2 separate regions of the Zea mays genome follow, and region 2 is linked to region 1. Evidence: chromatin contacts called from public Hi-C data. All regions are on one chromosome and are shown on one strand. Each heading gives the region's core, a stretch centred on a gene start, on an enhancer-like site or on the middle of the called end of the contact. The rest is flanking DNA. Distances are from core to core; before and after follow the strand shown.

What was found. A called contact is a pair of places that touch in the nucleus more often than the background predicts.
Region 2: a contact with region 1 is called in a Hi-C map of tassel, with 1.9 times the contacts expected there. The contact joins the promoter of LOC103630344 here to the promoter of LOC100283267 in region 1. A contact is called at or near these places in 2 of 25 Hi-C or Micro-C datasets (ear and tassel).

What each region holds. Positions count from the first base shown.
Region 1 is chr6:156,449,717-156,456,572 of Zm-B73-REFERENCE-NAM-5.0, reverse strand. LOC100283267 (transmembrane BAX inhibitor motif-containing protein 4) reads left to right here and starts at 2,675. Exons shown (of 4, transcript NM_001156405.2): 1 at 2,675-3,118; 2 at 6,452-6,565; 3 at 6,665-6,822. The coding sequence starts at 2,809. It also overlaps the pseudogene LOC100381762.
Region 2 is chr6:156,780,071-156,786,926 of Zm-B73-REFERENCE-NAM-5.0, reverse strand. LOC103630344 (autophagy-related protein 18h) reads left to right here and starts at 3,550. Exons shown (of 9, transcript XM_008651404.4): 1 at 3,550-4,153; 2 at 5,658-6,119; 3 at 6,227-6,649; 4 at 6,757-6,856. The coding sequence starts at 3,980.

The DNA.
Region 1 (6,856 bases), core at 1,426-3,925:
TTTGTAAGTCCCTTTTTGTCACATTATTCACCTTTACTTTTCAAATATTCTGATTATATATTTTTACAGGCTTCTGGCCAAGTGGTTCCAAAGCTTTTTCCATGTCCAAACAATCTGCTGTTTTTTGGTAAAAGCGACGAGTTATTGTCAAGTAGAAAATTTGGACAACCACCCTCTCTTATGTTGGATTCCAGAAATGATGATATTGCTATTGTAAATAAGAGTAATCACTTGTTCATGGTAAGCGGCATAGAGGCTGGACAGAGCAGTAACATCTTGAGACAAAAAGAGATAGAGAATGGTCCAAGGCAGATTAAATGGGAACAACCAACCCTTAATATTGGGGACATGGGAAGACCTTTACTAACTAGGTCTCAAAGTGCATTAGAGTCACCTCAGTGTACTCGAAGAGATGACAATAAGGATCCAACTACAGATAGCACAACAAGTGAATCGTTTCCAGAGGCATGTCTGAGCATGAACCTAGGTATTGCAAACAATGGAAACAGGATGGAGGCTACTTCAACAGCGGAAAGACCTATGCTATCGCCAACGACAGCCATTGCTGAAGGAAGAGATCTTGCCACTGCACTGTCCCCCCACAAAGGGCTCGGCATTTCCCGACCAGACCACCAAGGGTTGGTGAGGGTGCAACTTTTGATCCAACTAGAGACATGTTTCCGCATCTTCGTGTTGCTAGACCACCTGCTGAAGGAAGGGGTCGCAATCAATTACTTCCTCGGTATTGGCCAAGAATAACAGACCAAGAGCTGCAACAAATATCTGGAGAGTATCCTTGATAAGGTCTCCATACATTTGAAATCGTCAACTTCATGGTGACATTGATCTCAGACATTTAGTAACTTATACATCAAGGCTCTAGAATAGCTCATTAGGCTTAAACACGTATAATATGGTGCATAAATTTCTTGTGTAACAGATATAGTTTTTCTTTTATCTTCCTTGACTATATTTTGCAATTTCAAATTCCACAGTCGTTCCATTGTTCGAGAAGGTCCTGAGTGCGAGTGATGCAGGCCGCATAGGGCGCCTTGTTCTTCCAAAAGCTTGTGCCGAGGTAACTTTAACATTTGTTTGGCTTCCTTTTCATAATTTAAGCATGTTTTTATTGTATATTGCCGATTGCCTGATTTATCTTCCAAAAGTTGTTTGGAAGGAACATCAAAAGCATTTGACTTTCCTCCTGTCCGGATTTTACAAAAATAAACATGTTATTATCCTGGATCAGAGTCTACATATATACCATCCATGTATGAGAAACCATATTTGAAGGGGATCGTCATCCTGTACATCGTGTATATTGTTAGAGTATATTTGGTAGTTTAGATATTGTGTCTCGTAGACTGCCATATGTGTTAATATTTGGTAGTTTAGATGTTGTGTCTCATAGTTTGACATATGTATTCGTGGGTTGTCTTATCTTCTAAGTAATGCTATATAAACTGTCTAAAGGGCTCAATGCAATACATTCATCCAATTACACCAATTCTATTCTCCTCCGTATGTTGACATGGAAGAATGAGGCAATTAGATAAGGATATTTGTTAGCTTTCTCATTATTGTCTGAGTCTTTAATCGTAGCAGTAAAAGTTTTGGCACGCTATTATTTTAGTTATTATGATCTGAACAACCCGTTTTATATAGGGAGCTCGTGGCAAATGCATCCTCACAACAGGACGATGGAGCTCAAGGCGTCAAGTGGTGGCTCACTCGGACTCGCGCTCCTCTGCAAGACACTGTTCCCCATGAGGGTTTCCATTACCATTGCGCTCGCATCGCCTGTCACTAGAGCTCTGAGCCATTAGAGGCTCGTTAATTTATGTAAATTTATGTTTTGTTGCAATGCACGGGCACATACCTATAAGATACTAAGATCGAAGATAATATATATATCGTTTGTTTTCAAGTATTACCTAACACTATCTAGATGTACATAAGTTACCATGATATTATGTCTCCGTTGCAACACACGAGCATTCACCTAGTTCAAAATGAAATGCATAGTAAAAACTAGCCATAAAAAGTAAACTAGATCAGGGGCGAAACCAGCCGGGAGATGTGATCGTACTAGTCGATCTATGGGCTGTTAGAAGAGACGGTTGGGCCAAAAAATTGAGAGGTGAATAAGAGTTTTCTAGGGCTAAGCGCGGGGCCAAGGCTGGGTGGCCAGAGGCTAGTATACACCCCTGAACTGGATACCATATGAAAAATAAGCATATAAGAAAGGTAAAATCTTTGACGCGGTTTGAAAAATGAGTTTTGACCAACCATTTATTATGGAAAAAATACCGGGAGCGTGGTATCATCTTATATTGACATATTATCAATATGACCAAACCAAAGTTCAAAAAGTTTCTGATAGGTAAGAACTAATCTGAACTATATGGAGGAGATCAAAGCGACACATCTTTCTTTAATCAGAAGGGAGTAGTACTTATGCAAAGGTCAACTACAGCTACAAGAGCATTTTTCATGTCGATGTTTTTATTCTCTCATGAGAAAAATAATAATTTGTGAGCACGGAACTTACCTAGGCTCGCGTAGTGCACGAGCTTTTGTTTGAGTGCTCCGCCCACCTCCGCCCGATTTGGCCCTACTTTTCAGTGGCCGAGGACAAGTTTGGCAGGATTCACAAGTGCTCGTAGCAAATCTACAAAATCCCCAACCGCCTCTCAACAAAGTCTCCCCACGGAGGTACACAGCTACGCGCAAACCGCGTCTCGCGCGAAGAATCCGCATTTCCCCTTCCCCGCACCGCACCGCACCCAACCCCCGTCGGAGAGAGAGATGGCATCGGTGGCGGAGATGCAGCCCCTCGCGCCGGCGGGGTACCGCCGCGCGCCGGAGATGAAGGAGAAGGTGGAGGCGTCGGTGGTGGACCTGGAGGCCGGGACCGGGGAGACGCTGTACCCGGGGATCTCGCGCGGGGAGAGCGCCCTCCGATGGGGCTTCGTCCGCAAGGTCTACGGCATCCTCGCTGCGCAGCTGCTCCTCACCACCGCCGTCTCCGCCCTCACCGTTCTCCACCCCACCCTCAACGCCACGCTCTCCGACTCCCCGGGCCTCGCGCTCGTGCTCGCCGTCCTGCCCTTCATCCGTAAGCGCCCGTGTTCTCCATCCGGTGTCGGGGTTTGATGTGCTGGGTGGGCAAATCTACTCTTTTCTGGTCATCATCAATTGATTATGGAGATGTGTTGCTGAAACTACTCAAATTGTCGATAAGTTAGGTGAGTTGGTTGGATCCAGATTCTAGAGTGGTCGATGCAGTGCTCCTACTAGGTTTTCTCGTTATTTATGATGAATAGCTGTTTGGATCAGGACTTTGCCATATAGATCTTGGATATAGCCGATCCAAGTTGAACCTGAAATCTGCTCAGATTGTTTTTGCTTTGCTACTGGATAGATATTGCCTAAACTAAGGTTCCGTATGGGGCAATTGGCTTCCTAGGTCTAGTACTTTAATTTAGTCACATATTATTTATGCAGGGGAGGATCCATAGGTGTAGGGGGGCAAAGTAGGCCATGCCCCCCCCCCCCCCCCCCTCAATTATCTATAATCTCTTATACCTAATGTACATCTACTGTTAAGTATAGAAAAAAAAAGTTTTGCGTGAGTTAAAACAGTCCTGTTCTTGACCTTATCGTCGAATCTATCTAGTCCATCCGATCTCGTCCTCCTCCCCAACCTAGTCCTTGCATGTATCCAGCCGTCCTCATTCATTCTGACGCTTCTCAAGCCAGTCCGTTCGGATGCCCCCTTCCTGGCGCCCCGCCCTGCTTATCGTCGTCACGACAGTACGGCACTTGCAAGCTCGTCTACTGTGCAGCATAAATGGGCAATAGCACAGGGCATCCAAATTTTTGGCCCCAAATTTTTTAGTTTTCTGAATATAAATAATACAATAGGATAAGGATTGTTTGATATTTTATAAAATAAACTGTTAGCCTTAAAATAGATAGTATGAGCCAACAATATGATAATAGATCAAATATGAAAGGATTGTTCATATAGTTTTCTTCTTTAAACTTCTATCTTGTATTGATATGAAACCTGAATTTAATGCAAAAGTAGTTTTTTTACGGTCTTATTTGATTTTGTCATGCAGTCTTCTTGGCCCTCTATGAATTTTGGTCCTGCGTCCGCCACTGTATTTATGGACACTAAAGGATGTTATTTTGCACTTGTCTCTTGTGTCAGTTTAATAATGTTTATATGATTGCGTACAACTGATATTTGGCAATTCTATCATGGTATTGCAACACGTTATGAGTAGATGATCTCGTTCAGGCTACATGGTAACTTGCCTTGGTCTAACATGTTCTGCATCATGTTACCAACAAGCTTACATGAGCACTATTGTGCTGAAGACATGTTGTTGGACTCGCGGTTGTATTACCAATGATAAAATGGATATTAAATTGGGAGAAGAGAAATGTGTTTTAGTCCTAAAATGTCTCTCAGCTATATTGTGAATTTGATACTAGAAGTATAATGAGGCTCTTTGATGTCAGGTGTTGGAGAACTTCAGTGGGTACATGAATAAGCAGTATATGGAACCAATTGCATCCCTATGAGTTTTTGTTTAGTTAAACCCGTGGCACAACATTAAAATGGGCAAATTGCACAACAAAATTGAGGTTGGATTGGTACCGATTTCTCTTGTTCCAATTTAATATTTTTCTTGACCATTTTTCAACCCAGCCCTAACGTTGCAACATGTTACAAAGTGAAAATGGTCTCACATAGGCGTCCTAGTGGCTGCCTCCATCTAACATGTTTGACCTACCACTTACTGGTAAGTCGATGTGAGGCCGTTATCGTGCTGATAACGTGTTGTGATATCATGGTCATGTTGCTGATGATTCAATGAAAATATAAATTGAAATGAGAGAGAAGCATCGTTGTCCCAAGCTTTATCTCAACTTTATTTATGCTCTTGATATTGCATGTTGACGAGATCCCTGTCCCCCAGTATAAGGGTTACTCTGAATATTATAAGGAGATTCAGAGGTTCCCTTTCCGATAGAAGCAGCAGTTTGTAGCTGGTTGCCTCTAATGGGCCTTAGTTTAGCTAAACTGTTCACCCGGGAAAAACATATTACAGTATTAAGATGATGCCACTTGCAGACTAGTTCCTTAATTCCTTTCTCTCTTGTTCTAGTTTGATTCTATGTGATTGAGTGATTGATTTTCAACTGCCCATTAATGATGTTGCAGCACATTAGTAACATGATAATGGCCTCACATGATTATGACAGCAAGTTGCCGTGATTTAACACATGTTGTATCATGTTAACAGGAAGTTTAGTTGTGTGTTATTTTGCTGATAATCTGGTGTATTATGATCATGTTGCTGATGAAGAAATACTAATGTCAAACTTGGACAGGAGATATGTGATGTAGTACTGTGCTTTATCTCAACGTTTTGTTATTGTTATACTGTTTTATTTATCGACAGTGAAACCTGCTTCTCTGTCGAATTGGAATTAGCAATAGGAGTCGCTCCTAAGTTGTAATTGGCCTGAGTTTAGTTACTTTCCCACACAAGAATCCATGTACATCATAAGAGATAATTGCACAATGAAGGCTTAGAAAGAAGGCTGATTCAGCATTTCTGATAGTGAGATTTGTGTTGAGGAATCATTTGAGAATACGAGAAAATAATGGTATCTTGCTAAGGAGGCATGAAACCTAGGTCTCATTTTTCAATTTCAAGGAGCTATCCCTATTATCTTACCCTCTTTGTCGTTCATACATAAAGAGTAGAAGTTGATTGTGGAGTTAGGATAGGGAGGTAGGGGGGACAGCTCTTGAGAATCAGTTGTATACATGCTCCCATCCATTTTCGTTTGCTTGATATTGTTCGTTTGACTTTGACTGATCACTGATCTTGGTTTTGTGTCCAGTGATAATTGTTTGGAGTATTTATTTATGTAGCAAAGAAGTGGCATAGTAGACATGTAATAAAAAATACTTTGCTACCAATCTGTGTTTAAATATATTAGTTTCTCTGGCAGTTAATCAAGAATTAACAGTTAAAAGACAATGATGTCAAGTAAATGAAAAATGTAGGCACTTTAGTAATATGGGTTGACCAATTTTTGGGGTTTGAATTTTTGGTGTGCTGTTTGCCAGGTATACAGGCGTAGGAGAATGTTTTGTTAATGAAAGCAATAGATTTATCTTCCTGTGGATTATGGAGGAAACAGTCTCAGTTATTAATGAAACTATGAAAGCAATAGATTTATCTTCCTGTGTTAATAAGAAGCTGTCCAGTGTCATTGTATCCTCTTAGGTTGTAATACACCAAAATATACCCTTCTCTTTTGCTTAAAATCTGAGCGGAGGGACTCCCGTTCTTGTTATTTTCTAGTATTAGTAGGCTGTTTTTTTTGTGTTCACTAACTTCTTTTCTAATATTTTCTGCAGTGATGATCCCATTGTATCATTATCAGCACAAGCACCCACACAATTTCGTTTTCCTGGGTCTGTTCACGTTGTGCTTGAGCTTCAGCATCGGTGTGGCTTGTGCTAACACCCAAGGTCTTTCTTTTTTCTCAAATAGTTTGATTTGTTTCTCTTCTAGATACCTTGTAATTTGTTTTTTTTTGGTCTTGACAACCATTTACTTAATTATCGCAGGGAAAATCGTTCTGGAGGCTTTAGTGCTGACGGCTGGCGTGGTGGTTTCTCTGACTGCGTATGCTTTCTGGGCGTCAAAGAAGGGCAAGGAATTCGGGTACCTGGGGCCTATCCTGTCTTCCGCGCTTACTATCCTCGTCCTAACTAGCTTTCTTCAGGTAATGCCCATCCGCAAATGCTGCTTTGTTACCA
Region 2 (6,856 bases), core at 2,301-4,800, 330 kb before region 1:
CTTAGATATTTGGTTGCTACGCCTTGCTTCGGGCTCTGGTATCCAAAGGGGTCTACCTTTGACTTAGTTGGATACTCAGATTCCGACTATGCTGGATGTAAGGTCGATAGGAAGAGTACATCGGGGACGTGCCAATTCTTAGGAAGGTCCCTGGTGTCATGGAACTCTAAGAAACAAACATCCGTTGCCCTATCCACCGCTGAGGCCGAGTACGTTGCCGCAGGTCAATGTTGCGCGCAACTACTTTGGATGAGGCAAACCCTTCGGGACTTTGGCTACAATCTGAGCAAAGTCCCACTCCTATGTGACAATGAGAGTGCTATCCGCATGGCGGAGAATCCTGTTGAGCACAGCCGCACAAAGCACATAGACATCCGGCATCACTTTTTGAGAGACCACCAGCAAAAGGGAGATATCGAAGTGTTTCATGTTAGCACCGAGAACCAGCTAGCCGATATCTTCACTAAGCCTCTAGATGAGAAGACCTTTTGCAAGTTGCGTAGTGAGCTAAATGTCATAGATTCGCGGAATCTGGATTGAATTGTAGCATACATGTACTTATGCTTTTGATCATGTTCCTTTTTGCATTTTGTTGCTTATTATGGTGCTCAAGTTGTACAAACACTCCCTGGACCTCACAAGTCCGTTGCAAAGTGATGCACATGTTTAGGGGGAGATGTGTTACAACTTGACCCTTTGAGACTAACCATGTGCTTGAGTTTGATAATTTAGTCTCGAAGGAGGATTGAAAGGGAAAAGGTGGACTTGGACCATGAAAGACTTCCACTGCACTCCGATGAGAGGGTAACTAATTCCAAGTTCATCTCATGAAATCTTATTGCCATTTGCTCTTAATTGAAGACTTTGGTGAGGCAATGGGGTTAAAAGGCCAAAATTGATCCCGTTTTGGTGCTTGATGCCAAAGGGGGAGAAAATAAAGGCCAAAGTAATAAATGGATCAGCTACCACTTGAGAGATTTTGAAAATAGTAGAATAAAGTTTTTGTGAGTTTTTGTTTTGTCAAAAGCTTTTATTGTCTCTTATTGTCTCTATTGTCAAAAGTTGGCTTCTTGTGGGGAGAAGTGTTGATTATGGGAAATAGGGGGAGTTTTTAAAATCCTTGATCAATCTCTTTTGGAATGACTCTCTTTATGCCTCAACATGTGTGTTTGACATAGAAATAGAGATTTGAGTTTGATTTGCAAAAACAAACCAAGTGGTGGCAAAGGATGATCCATATATGCCAAAATTGAATCAAAACCAATTTGAGTTTTTATTTGAAGTGATTTTGCACTTGTTCTAGTTGCTTTATGTTGTGTTGGCATAAATCACCAAAAAGGGGGAGATTGAAAGGGAAATGTGCCCTTGGGCCATTTCTAAGTATTTTGGTGATTAAGTGTCAACACAAGTGCTTAGATGTGAACCAATGCCCATGAATGAACAAAGTGCAAATCTACAACAAAGGTATGTTTCTTAGTCTTAGTACATTGGTTTTGTGTACTAATATATTTGTCTAAGTGTTAGAAACAGATAGAAGAAGATAAGAGAAGACTTGGCTGTGTACAGCCAAGGGACTGTTTCGGTCTGGGGCACCGGACTGTCCGGTGGTGCACCGGACAGTGTCCGGTGGTGCACCGGACAGTGTCCGGTGCGCCAGGCTCCCTCGGCCGAAGAGCCCGCTCTCGGGAATTTGCTGACGGCGTACGGCTAAAATTCACCGGACTGTCCGGTGTGCACCGGACTGTCCGGTGAGTCAACGGTCGGCCGAGCCAACGGTCGGCCGCGGAATCTGCGCGCGACACGTGGTCTGGCCAACGGTCGGAAGGAAGCACCGGACTGTCCGGTGTGCACCGGACTGTCCGGTGCGCCAGATCTGCAACGGTCGGCAACGGTCGGCTGTGCTGTTTAAGGAAATAAATCGGGCACCGGACAGTGTCCGGTGTGCACCGGACTGTCCGGTGCGCCCGACGACAGAAGGCAAAGATGGCCTTCCAGATTTGTTCTCAACGGCTCCTAGCTGCCTTGGGGCTATAAAAGGGACCCCTAGGCGCATGGAGGAGAACACTAAGCAACTCTTGAGCATACTTGATCATCCACACTCAGTCTTTGCGCATCCGTTTGTGATTCTAAGTGATTCGAGCTCTGTTCTTGTGAGAAACTGTGAGATAGTCTTTGACCTCGAATCTTGGCTGTGTGTGTGCGCGTTTCGCTGTGGATTTGTGTGTGTTGCTTCCCTCCCTTACTCCGTGCTTCTTTGTGAATCTTAAGTGTAAGGGCGAGAGACTCCAATTTGTGGAGATTCCTCGCAAGTGGGATAAAGATAAGCAAGGCAAAATACTGTGGTATTCAAGTGGGTCTTTGGACCGCTTGAGAGGGGTTGATTGCAACCCTCGTCCGTTGGGACGCCACAACGTGGAGTAGGCAAGTTTTGTACTTGGCCGAACCACGGGATAAATCACCGTGTCTCCTCTGTGTTGAATTCTCTGTGATTGTCGTATTGTGCAAGATCTTCTCTTTAGCCACTTGGCAATTATTGTGCTAACCTCTAACAAGTTTTTGTGGCTATAAGTTAAGTTTTTACAGGATCACCTATTCACCCCCCCTCTAGGTGCTCTCAGGCACGGGGAGTTCAGGAGGAACAGGAGCATCCTTACTAGATACGTCCGGATATAACTCCCGAGGACGACCTCTCTTCTGCCACAACGCCTCTCGGTACATGTCTTTTATCTAATAAACGATTATAATTATCACTTGTACCTATTATGCTTTATAATAAGTTTACACAAACTAATAATCGAAATGATAATATAATAGGTGTATACAAATTATTAAACTAACAACCCAATATACAAAACGAATCAGTTGGAAATCATACCTTGGTCTACGAAGTGAACCAACTCAAATATTTGAATCCATCAAATTTTGGCGAAGTTTGAAAATGGGATGAAATGAGCTGCTCTCGGCCAGCCGCGCGGGCGTTTTTATAGGAATTCGTAGCTCGGCGCCAAGATCTGTGGCACCGAGCTACGAGGCCGCGCCGCCACCACGTCAGAGCCAGGTCAATCCTGGACGAAACTAGCCGTTGCTGCCACGTCACAGCTCGGCGCCATAGGCTGTGGCGCCGAGCTGTGTTAGCTCGGCGCCACATGCTATGTCGCCGAGCTAAGGGGCCAAAACTGTATTTAAAATTTTTTTAGGTCTAAACGTGATTTTACTTCTGTTTAAGGGCTAAAATACAAAAAAAAAATTCGGCCCGTGCGCCGCGCAGTTTTCTCGGCAGCCGCGCGCGGCTTGGAAGGCAAGCCCGGGCCGAGAGGGCGCCGAACTTCACGGGGACAGCGTATAGGAGTAGGTCGCAGCGGCGGAGGAAACCCGCTTGGCAAGGGATCTATCCCCTCGTATTCCCCTTGCGTGCAAAGCTCACTCCCCGTGCCCTCGCCACGGGCACCCGAGGAAAGCCTCGTGCACTCGCGGATAGGCAGTGGGCCCTGGGTGGAAGAGAGTTTGCTCCGGGGACGCGAAGCCGGGTGGGGAGAGGCAAACCGGGTGGGATTTCTTGGGATTATTTAAGGGCGAGGGAGGGAGATAGGCACACGAAAGCAACAGCGAGGAGAGAGAAGGGAAAAGGGTGAAGGAAGCCAGGGCCCAGGGAGTTGTTGAATTTCGGTTCTGGTCGGCGTCGGAGGGGAAGGGACGACGAGCGGCGAGGAAGAGGTGTGCGAGGGGAGGAGGGATATGGTGGCCAGCTGAGTCTGCGGATTGCGGCGGCAGCGGGGATCGGAGGCAGTGAGGGGCGGCGGCACTCGGATGGTACTGGCTTTCGCCAGCCCCGGAGGCGGCGATCGTGGATGGGCAGCGGCGGGATTGCGGGGCGGGGGTTGTAGGAGCGGTGGCGGCGGGGAAGTTGGACTCGGAGCGGGTGCTTGTGCTGGTCTCCGGGCTGGGGCAGGGAGAGGAGGTGAGGGAGCGGCGGGGAGGGATGAGGCGGGGGAAGGGGGCAAGGAATGGGTTGCTGCCGAGTTCGCTGCGGATCATATCGTCCTGCCTCAAGACGGTGACCTCCAACGCCGGCTCCGTCGCGTCCAGCGTGCGCTCGGCCGGCGCCTCCGTCGCCGCATCCATCTCCTCCCAGGCAGAGGACGAGAAGGATCAGGTCCACTGCCCCGCCCCTGCCTCCATTTCTTCAAATATCTCTTTTTTCTTATTTACGCTGCTAGTGCAGATGACTGTGGGCGCTGGGGTTTGCTAACTTCAGTGCTGTGCTTGCTTGCAATGATATACTCAATTGTAGCATTCTGCAGTAGTAGGTTTGAGTAATGCCTGGACGCACTTCCTCTATTCCATTCGATTCATCGTTCTGGTGGCAATTCCTGGCTCTTCAATTGAATTGATCATTAACCACTGCCCACTGGATAGGAAAAGTTATAAATTACTAGAATATGTTGATTGTTACCCTTGCAACCGTGTACTCAATAATGCCATTTTGCAGTAGGAGGTTGAGTAATCTAGTGAGCTAGATCTTATGTTCTTGTACTTCCGAAATTCCAGTGGCAATTAATGGAGGCAGCTTTAAGTGAGTTGACCATGAATTCAGTTTAACTAGTTAGGTTATGTTTGGAAGCATCATACTGTTTTTCACCTGTAATGACAACCTCGAAGCCGCAAGGACCAACACCGACAACTTTGCCTTTACACCAAGAGCCCATAGCTGGGGATGCTCCTCACCATGTCCGATGACACCACTGCCAACCCGCTGCTCCCGCTGTCGCTCAGCATGGCCGATGCGTCCTCCCTGGCAGGTGCCTCGGCGAGCATGTTGGTAACAGCACTGCTGCAGAAGGACGCAGAGCTGGGCGCCATTGTTGAGACGGCACTCGGGGAACCGGGCTGCGATCGCAGCTGCTGAGACAAACATGCGAGATGCACTGGAGGAGCCTGATGTTTCTCGTTTTTTTCCTGGATCTCCATTCATGTTTTTTCCCCCTGATGGTTTTAGCCCAAAACAGGTGTAGTTTTAGTGAGCTCACCGGTCATCCAAGCAGCAATTTCCATCTTAGGCTGGAAAAGAATTGTGGTCTTTAATTTACATGGGTTTTGGATAGATTGCCGTGCTTCCAAACTTGCCCTTAGAAGGTAGTAAATTGCTGGAATGGACATTTTCTCTGAAGTGAAAAGGTCGGAGAGTACAGTTTAGGTCAGTGTTCACCCATATCTTAAACATTAAGGAGTTGGTCACCTATGTTTTAGCTGTTTTATTTGAGCTAAATGACAGTTTAAATGGTCTAAATGGGCACTTAAACAGGATAAGTGTCTGATTAATGGACACGAGTAGCCATTGTGTGGCGTCTAAATAGTGTTTAAATGGGCTAAATGGCTGTTTAGTGAACAGCGAAGTCATTTGTGTAGTAGCTCAGTAGAATTCTTATGTGCTCATATTGGTCACCTATGTTATTGTTGGCAACAGTTTTTGACTTCTGGATTTTTCTTCAGTGTTCTTAAATTTTGCCTGGATAACAAAATGCTGTCTCTCCAAGTTTAGTTAATGCTTGACTCAACTCAGTTTTTCTATTAACAATTTTGATTGGAAAAATGTTTGCCACTGTCTATTTCTGCTAATTTATACACAAATTCAATCTTGTTAACCCATCTATAAACAGGTTTTGTGGGCTGGATTCGATAAACTAGAGCTTCATCCATCATCATTCAAGCATGTCCTGCTTGTTGGTTATTCAAATGGGTTTCAAGTGCTTGATGTTGAGGATGCTGCAAATGTTTGTGAATTGGTCTCAAAACATGATGGCCCAGTTACGTTTTTACAAATGCAACCCACTCCAGTCGGCTCTGAAGGCATTGAAGGATTCAGAGCATCACATCCCATGCTTCTAGTTGTTGCTGGTGATGAGACAAACGGCCTGGGTGCGATTCAAGGTGGTCGCTTAAGTGCTCTTATCAGAGACACAAACAGTGAGCATCAAGCTGTAAATTGCATTTCAACCCCAACAGTTGTCCGTTTCTACTCTTTGAAGTCTCACACCTATGTACATGTTCTTCGATTCCGGTCTGCTGTATATTTAGTTCGCTGCAGTCCTAGGATTGTTGCTGTAGCACTTGCAGCACAAGTAAGTTTCTCTCTGCACATTCATTTATATTTTGTAGTGCAAACTGGAGTTGACAAAAATGATGTTCTTGCATAGGAATTCTAAATACTCATTTTACTACATTTCAGATCTACTGCTTTGACGCTGTTACTCTTGAGAACAAGCTCAGCGTCTTGTCATATCCTTTGCAAGGTGCACCTGGGGTAAATATTGGGTATGGCCCGATGGCTGTTGGCCCCAGATGGTTAGCCTATGCCACAAATACTCCTTTATTGTCAAACACAGGCCGCCTAAGTCCACAGAACCTCACACCTTCGCCAGGAGTGAGCCCATCTACTTCTCCCAGCAGTGGAAGTTTAGTTGCTAGATATGCAATGGAGTCTAGCAAGCAGTTAGCTTCTGGTATTATTGACATGGGATATACATTTTCAAAGTACTGCCAGGAACTTCTGCCAGATGGTTCTAACTCCCCTTTGTCATCGAGCCCAGGCAGGAGATCTGGTAAAATTCTTTCCAGTGTGCATCCACTGGAAGCTGACAATGCAGGCATGGTTAGTTAAAGCCTCACTAAGCCTTTTTCTCCTTTCATTGTCAAATTAAGTGCGTAGAAAAGTAAATCTTCTATGTGAAGTAATGGAAGTTTGTTGGACACTTGCAGGTAGTCATCAAGGATTTCACATCCAAAATTGTTGTCTCACAGTTTAAGGCTCACACAAGTCCGATATCTGCTCTTTGTTTTGACCCTAGTGGAACACTTT